Linked DNA regions of Zea mays: region 2 is linked to region 1. The links are chromatin contacts, called in public Hi-C maps. All regions are on one chromosome and are shown on one strand. The core of a region is the stretch at or near the end of the contact, and the rest is flanking DNA. Distances in the headings are between cores, read along the strand shown. Region 1 holds the start of LOC100191357 (ATP binding protein). Region 2 holds the start of LOC100191453 (NADH-ubiquinone oxidoreductase subunit).

Evidence for each region. Hi-C and Micro-C count contacts between places; a contact is called where the count stands out from the background.
Region 2: a Hi-C map of tassel shows a contact between it and region 1, with 2.2 times the contacts expected there. The contact joins the promoter of LOC100191453 here to the promoter of LOC100191357 in region 1. A contact is called at or near these places in 2 of 25 Hi-C or Micro-C datasets (ear and tassel).

Annotation. Positions count from the first base shown.
Region 1 is chr5:11,101,123-11,104,369 of Zm-B73-REFERENCE-NAM-5.0, reverse strand. It overlaps LOC100191357 (ATP binding protein), which reads right to left and starts at 1,648. Exons shown (of 9, transcript NM_001136791.1): 1 at 1,149-1,648; 2 at 598-706; 3 at 428-509. The coding sequence starts at 1,193.
Region 2 is chr5:11,285,853-11,289,099 of Zm-B73-REFERENCE-NAM-5.0, reverse strand. It overlaps LOC100191453 (NADH-ubiquinone oxidoreductase subunit), which reads right to left and starts at 1,763. Exons shown (of 5, transcript NM_001136886.1): 1 at 1,291-1,763; 2 at 733-979; 3 at 194-488; 4 at 1-9. The coding sequence starts at 1,705.

The DNA of each region.
Region 1 (3,247 bases), core at 399-2,898:
AACAAACACCATGAACATAAGGAACAATATCTTCATGAATTATTACATTGTCATAAGTTGACTATATTAGTCCTTGAGACAATCCATCCTGCAACATTCTGTCTCATCAGTTTACATCCAATGATTGCATGATCACATTTTACAGGGCTTATGTTCTAATGGTCAAAGTAATGAACCGTGCCCTTTAAAATAATATGTAATAAATGTTGAAACTCAAAATATCAGTCTCACAGAACAAACAAGTGCAAAAAAAAGGTAAAGCAAATCCAGTTTCAGCTCATAACAGTCTGGCTTTGCAGGTCCAACCCATTAGCAAGCAATAAGTGTAAAAATGCACCAGCAGAAGTGCATTAGTTCAGAACTAATCAATTACATAGCTTTGGCAGCCTATAAAATAAACAAATATAATGCTTAAATAACAGGATACTCCATGCAGTAGATGAGACCGCCATTTGGCCCCAACCCAATCTCCTCCATAACATCATCCAATGAAATCAGCTCTCTGATATCTACCAAAATGCAAGGCAATAAGAAGTCAGAGCAATACTTTACTGTGGACAAGAGCTTTACATTGTAACAATTAAGCAGAAAAATTACCCATATCTACAGGATAGTCGAAGTGCTCAGCAGCTGGATCAAGATTGACAATATGAATTGTCCTTCCCACGGTCTGGCAATGGTCGTATAAACTGGAGCAATAAGTTGACTGCAAGCACGCCACAAGTAACCAATTAGAGCAAGCTATCATCTACCTCCTCCTTAATCAGACCCTAGACCCCAGTGCGGCAAGTATTCAAAAGTTAAACATCTTTTTGCAAGTGATCTTAAGGGTACATGTGCCGTAACCCAAGATTAATTCATGTGTACAGCAGGGGATTGAGTTGGGAAATCAGTTCATTGCCCTCTGTCCCCTGTAATCTAAAAGGGAATTTGTTTATCCAAACTTAACCCCACCCGAAACAGAGAAGGAAATCGCCTCGCACGGGAAACAAAACCCTACCAGATCACTACGAAACAAGAAGGAACTGAAACATTATAGCAGAGGGAACACCGGAACACCATCAGAGCCCGTCCCCCAGCGGGCGAGCAAAGCAGTCACCCAAAGGCAAGGGGGAAGGCTACGGGAGTCGAAAGGTCAGGGGACTTACCTTGCCGCTCCCAGCGGGGCCGATGACGAGCTGCGCGTACCCCATGGTGACGCGAGGGCGGGTAGATCGAAGCGAGTCGGCGGGAGAGGTTGCAAGTATAGTAGGACCTACAAAGCTGGAGGTGGGGTGTGCTACAGGGGGGAGGTTAGGGTTGGGGAGTGGGGAGTGGGAATCAGAAGGCGGAGGAGATGGCAGCGGCGAGGTAAGCGGCGCACCAGATGGCGGCGGCGAGGAGGGTGCTGATTAGGGCGGACAAGGCCATCGACGCCTTCAATACGGAATAGAAAATTCAAAAATATCGCAAGCCGAGATGAAGATGAATATATCTACTGGCGCCCTCGTGGCCTCCCCTTCCTCTTTGCTCTCCTATGGCCAGTTCAACGGCGGGGATCAGGAGCACCACCACCGTCGACGGAGGCAGAAGAGGCGGCGCTTCGGGGTGGGGGAAGGAGCGGCGGCGCTGGGGCAGGGCAAGACACCGACGCCAGGATGGATGAAGGTGGTAGCGGAAGGAGCCGCGGCGTTTACTGGGATAGGGTTTTTATTGCCTCACCGGCTCACCCCCAGTGTCTAAACTCACTCACTACACACGTGGAATGTACACGGCAGTTGTGGCTGGGACGAAATGGAGAGAATTTTGCCATTACCAAACACGGCGGTTGTGGCTTCGACGAAATGAAGACTAAAGAGAGAGATTCGACTATATGAAAAATTAGGGGAAAATCTACACTCTGAAATGGACAAGACGACTCCATTACCAGGTAAAAACGATGATTATTCCACTGAAACTGACGTCGTCACACATCTGTTACCCTCTATCGTTACAAGTTCACCGCCTGCCACTTCGTTTCCTCTTGCTTCTCACTCTCTCTCTGCACCCAGTCGTTCTTTCCTTTCCTCTTGCTCCCTTCCACGCGCAACCGAACCCTAGGCGCCTCACTCAAACCCCATGGATCGAACTGCTCCGGTCGTGGCTGTGGCAGAAGCTGTTGATGCTGCTCGTGCTGCGGCTGTTGCAGTTGCAGAGGCTAGATGTGCGGCGTTGGTGGCTGAGAAGGAGGCACGAGCGGCGGTGCAATCTGCCAGTATTGCCGCGGATAAGGTTCAACTTGTCGTCGAAGCTGTGAAGTATCGAAGCTTTGTTGAAGATAACTCCATGGTGGAATCCTTGGTGACTGATTTTGTTTCTCTTTTCCTTTGCCGCATGTGGAATGATAGGGTTTAGGGCTGTTGTTCATTCAAAATAGGGTTAGTTCTTCACAAGCATGGTAACTTAGTCGTCCACTTGATCAAGAACTAGTTTTATTTCTACAAGAACATGTTGATTTGAAGTATCACGTTAGCATCAAGAACTCACTCTGATATGCCATTCAAGAGATGAGGAGGCAATCTTCACTGTTACATACCATCAATAGGTTGTGTTGTAGTATCCCAGAAGTTGAAGGGGTAAGGTTGGAAAGCTTGCTGGCCATTTGAAGGATGTTTGCAAGAGGCTCGAGAAGACTTGTATTGTGTGTGAAGAAGATATGGAGAATAAATCTCCTAGTTGGGACCTTCATCATCCCCCTTCAAAAGCACTTGTATTGTGGTTGACATGGTGCTCAAAAACTTCCTTCCTATATGCCCTCGTAGCTGGATACATGTGCTCAGAACCTGTGTGGCTTTTGACATAGTTGGCCATTAGATGTCTGAAGCACTCTCGCTTCTCAGCATTAGGGAAACACTCTGCTGCATGTATTAAACCTTTCTGAGCGTCCGAACATATAGCGAGTATTGAAATATCTCCAACGTCCTTCTTTAACTGTGTCATGAACCAGGTACAGCTCTCAACAGTCTCAGACTGGAAAAACCAAAAGCTAAAGGAAACATCCAAATTATGCCCATCAACACCTGTTGTTGAAGCTAGCTACCCATTCCATCTCCCGTTAAGTGCAGTCGAGTCGACACTTAGGTAAGGTCTACAACCGTCCCGAAAACCTGAGATGCATGGTCCAAGGGCACAAAAACGGTTGAAATAGTACTTACCATCCTGTAAAACAACATCAATCTCGATAATACTGTCGGGCGCCTTAGCAAGTACTGCCTCCTTTCAAGAAAAC
Region 2 (3,247 bases), core at 514-3,013, 180 kb before region 1:
ATTAATGTCCTGCAAGGAAAAGAAAAAGGAAAAGTGATGTTCACTAAACATATTAACATAATAATCTTTGGTTTCTCAAAGATATAGAATAGCAAAATGATGAACTAATGATACATAGCGAAGCAGTAGGTCACATGAATACAAAAAAAAACACAAAAATCCAAATTGTAAAATAAATGGAGAATAAACAAACCTCATTGAGGCGTGGAACAATGCGCATAACTTCAGGTCCTCTGCTGTCAACTCTTATGTTGGACCCCACTGCATCAGTAACATCAATGGTCTCGGTGCCTTTCAGTTCCCAGTTCCTAGCTTTAAATGCAAATGGCTTGGATGTAAGAGCCCCAACAGGGCAGATATCAATAACATTTCCAGATAGTTCACTTGTCATAAGTTTCTCAACATATGTTCCAATTTCTTCACCACTGCCACGACCTAACATACCAAGGTCTTGAACACCAGCAACCTCAGTAGCAAACCTGACACATCTGCAATTTAAAAATAGCATCACATATCAGCCAATGTACAGAACTTGCACAAGTTGCGAGAACAATTGTTCTACAGCACGAGATGACAACAAATTAAAAAAATACAGTAGACTGAAGCATGAAAAGATCAGATAGAATGTTTGAAGAATGACCCTGCAGAATACACATATATAAACAGGATAGGCCTGAAAAATTACCTGAAACAAGAACAATAGACTTTTATCAACAAGCAAAAAAGCATCACCTTGTACATTGGATGCAACGAGTCATCACTGTCTTAACCAAGGGACCCAGATTCTTGTCCACAACTGACCGCTTCATCTCAGTGAACCGACCGCGGTCAGCACCAAATGCCATAGACTGATCCTGGAGGTCGCACTCCCCACCCTGATCACAGATTGGGCAGTCCAGTGGATGGTTCATCAGCAAGAACTCCATGACACCCTCCCTCGCCTTCTTCGCCACTGGGGTGTTTGTCTTGATTTTCATCCCTAATTCAGCAAGAATGATCATTCAGTGCTCCAAAATTCACTAATTCAGGTACATCAATTTGAGGTATCTAGTTTCTCCAACCAATTTTGAATGGTATGGGAACCAAACAAGTAAATCTATGCAGAACCCTAAGTTGCTGAGGCAGCGAGGTACCAAGGAAATTAATGGATCTGAGCATTTGAGGCACATGACACTAGCTAATGAACGAACGGAGACCAACATTACCCACTTTTCAATATTAGAACAGCACGAAATAACATGAAAATCGCCGACGGAATGCAAAGGGGGCGTATGAGTGGCCGCGGCTAACCTGGCAGCGCGGGCATGGCACAAGATGCAACGGGCTTAGGCGACTTCTCGACCTCAACGAGGCACATACGGCAGTTCCCAGCGATGGAGAGTCGGCTATGGTAGCAGAAACGCGGGATGTCGACGCCGGCGACCTCGCAGGCCTGTAGCACGGTGAACCCTTTGGGGATCCGCACCGCGTGGCCATCCACGAACACCTCGAGCGCGTCCTCCGGGTTGGGAGGAAGCTCCACGCGGGCGCCGCCAACAGGCTCCCGGGGTGGAGGCAACTCCGGGTCAGCCGGCGCCACCGCCGCGCCGGCCTCCGGCGATCCCGCGGCGGCGGTCCGGGAGATCCAGCGGCAGGACGCGGCGACGGAGGGGCACGACGACAGACGCGAATTGGACTGGCGGAGAGCCCGCGCTAGGAACGCCATGGCGGCGGCGATGGCGAGGAGATGGGATCGATTGGAGACGGTAAAGATACAGGAGCCCTCGACCTTGGGAGGGTGGTCGGTCAGAGGGATGGGAACATATCCTGCGGTGAGCCTCCGTGCCAGCACTTCAAAATCTGTGGATCCGTGAACAATCTAATAATTGACCATTAACTTTTACTGTACGAAGTGTCCAAACCAAAATTTTCAAAACAATACATCAACTTTCAAAACGACTCTTCCCTCTCATCTGATATATTTTTAAATATATTCTCACACCTTCACCAACGTGTTGGTTTATATGATTGCACCATTCACCAACGTGTTGGTTTATATGGTTGCATCGAGTGATTGAACTACACCTGATATGTTTCAATTTTCAATACCCTCTTTCAGCTCAATTCATATCTGAGCAAGTGAAAAATTATTAGTCATTATTGTAATACTCACAAATACATTATATTTAAAGTGCTCATATAAGCATGAAAGCTTTATATACACAAGATAAATTCCTTAAGAGGGATGGGTTGTCTCCATAGAAAGGTGGCAGTGGCCCTACTACATATACACGAGGTTTTGAGATAGGTGAGAGGATGACATGTATGTTTGATCTACGGACCCCTATGGTGGTGGAAAGTTGGTTTTGCGGTGATGGAAGGGGCTCATGGACGCTGAATTTCGGTTTGGTGCTGAATCCCAACCTTGGATGGGCACGTTGTCTGGTCAACACCCATGAAATGGTTTAGTGGGGAAGAATCCAATGCGGATAGTCTGATGTCATGTCGTGCCACATCGGCCTAGGTTTGTTTTAGGGCTGAAGGATGTTATGGGCCCACCGGAGGTCGTACAACACCGGGACATGGGCCCTACACCTAACTAACATGAAGATTGTCCCAAGGTGATTTCCTAATGGATAATTCTCGGGTATAAGTATGACACATTAAAAGAAATAATGAGTGACATTATGGGGTGAAAGGGAAATAGGATCAAACCTTTTCCTAAATGATTTTGGTGGTTGAAATATCTGTCGGCGTTTCGACCCCGGGGGGGTCCCTGGACCGACGAGTAAATTGTCGCCGCGTGTCCCAGCCCAGATGGGTCGGCACGAGACGGAGCACGAAGGGGGGAAAGGAGACAGGCACAAAAGGGGGAAACTCACGGCCTTCATATTGTCCTGCGCCCAGGTCGGGTGCGCTTGCAGTAGGGGGTTACAAGCGTCCACGTGGGAGAGAGCGAGGGACTTGCGCGTCGGCCCGTTCTCCCGCGCGGCCAACCTCTCTGTACGAGAGCCCTGGACCTTCCTTTTATAGGCATAAGGAGAGGGCCCAGGTGTACAATGGGGGATGTAGCAGTGTGCTAACGTGTCTAGCAGAGAGGAGCTAGAGCCCTAAGTACATGCCGTCGTGGCAGCCGGAGAGGTTTTGGCACCCTGTTCATGTGATGTCGTGGTCGTCGGAGGAGCGCTGGAGCCTTGCGGAAGGACAGCTGTCGGGGCTGTCGAGTCCTTGCTGACGTCTCCTTGCTTCCGTAAGGGGCTTGAGAGCC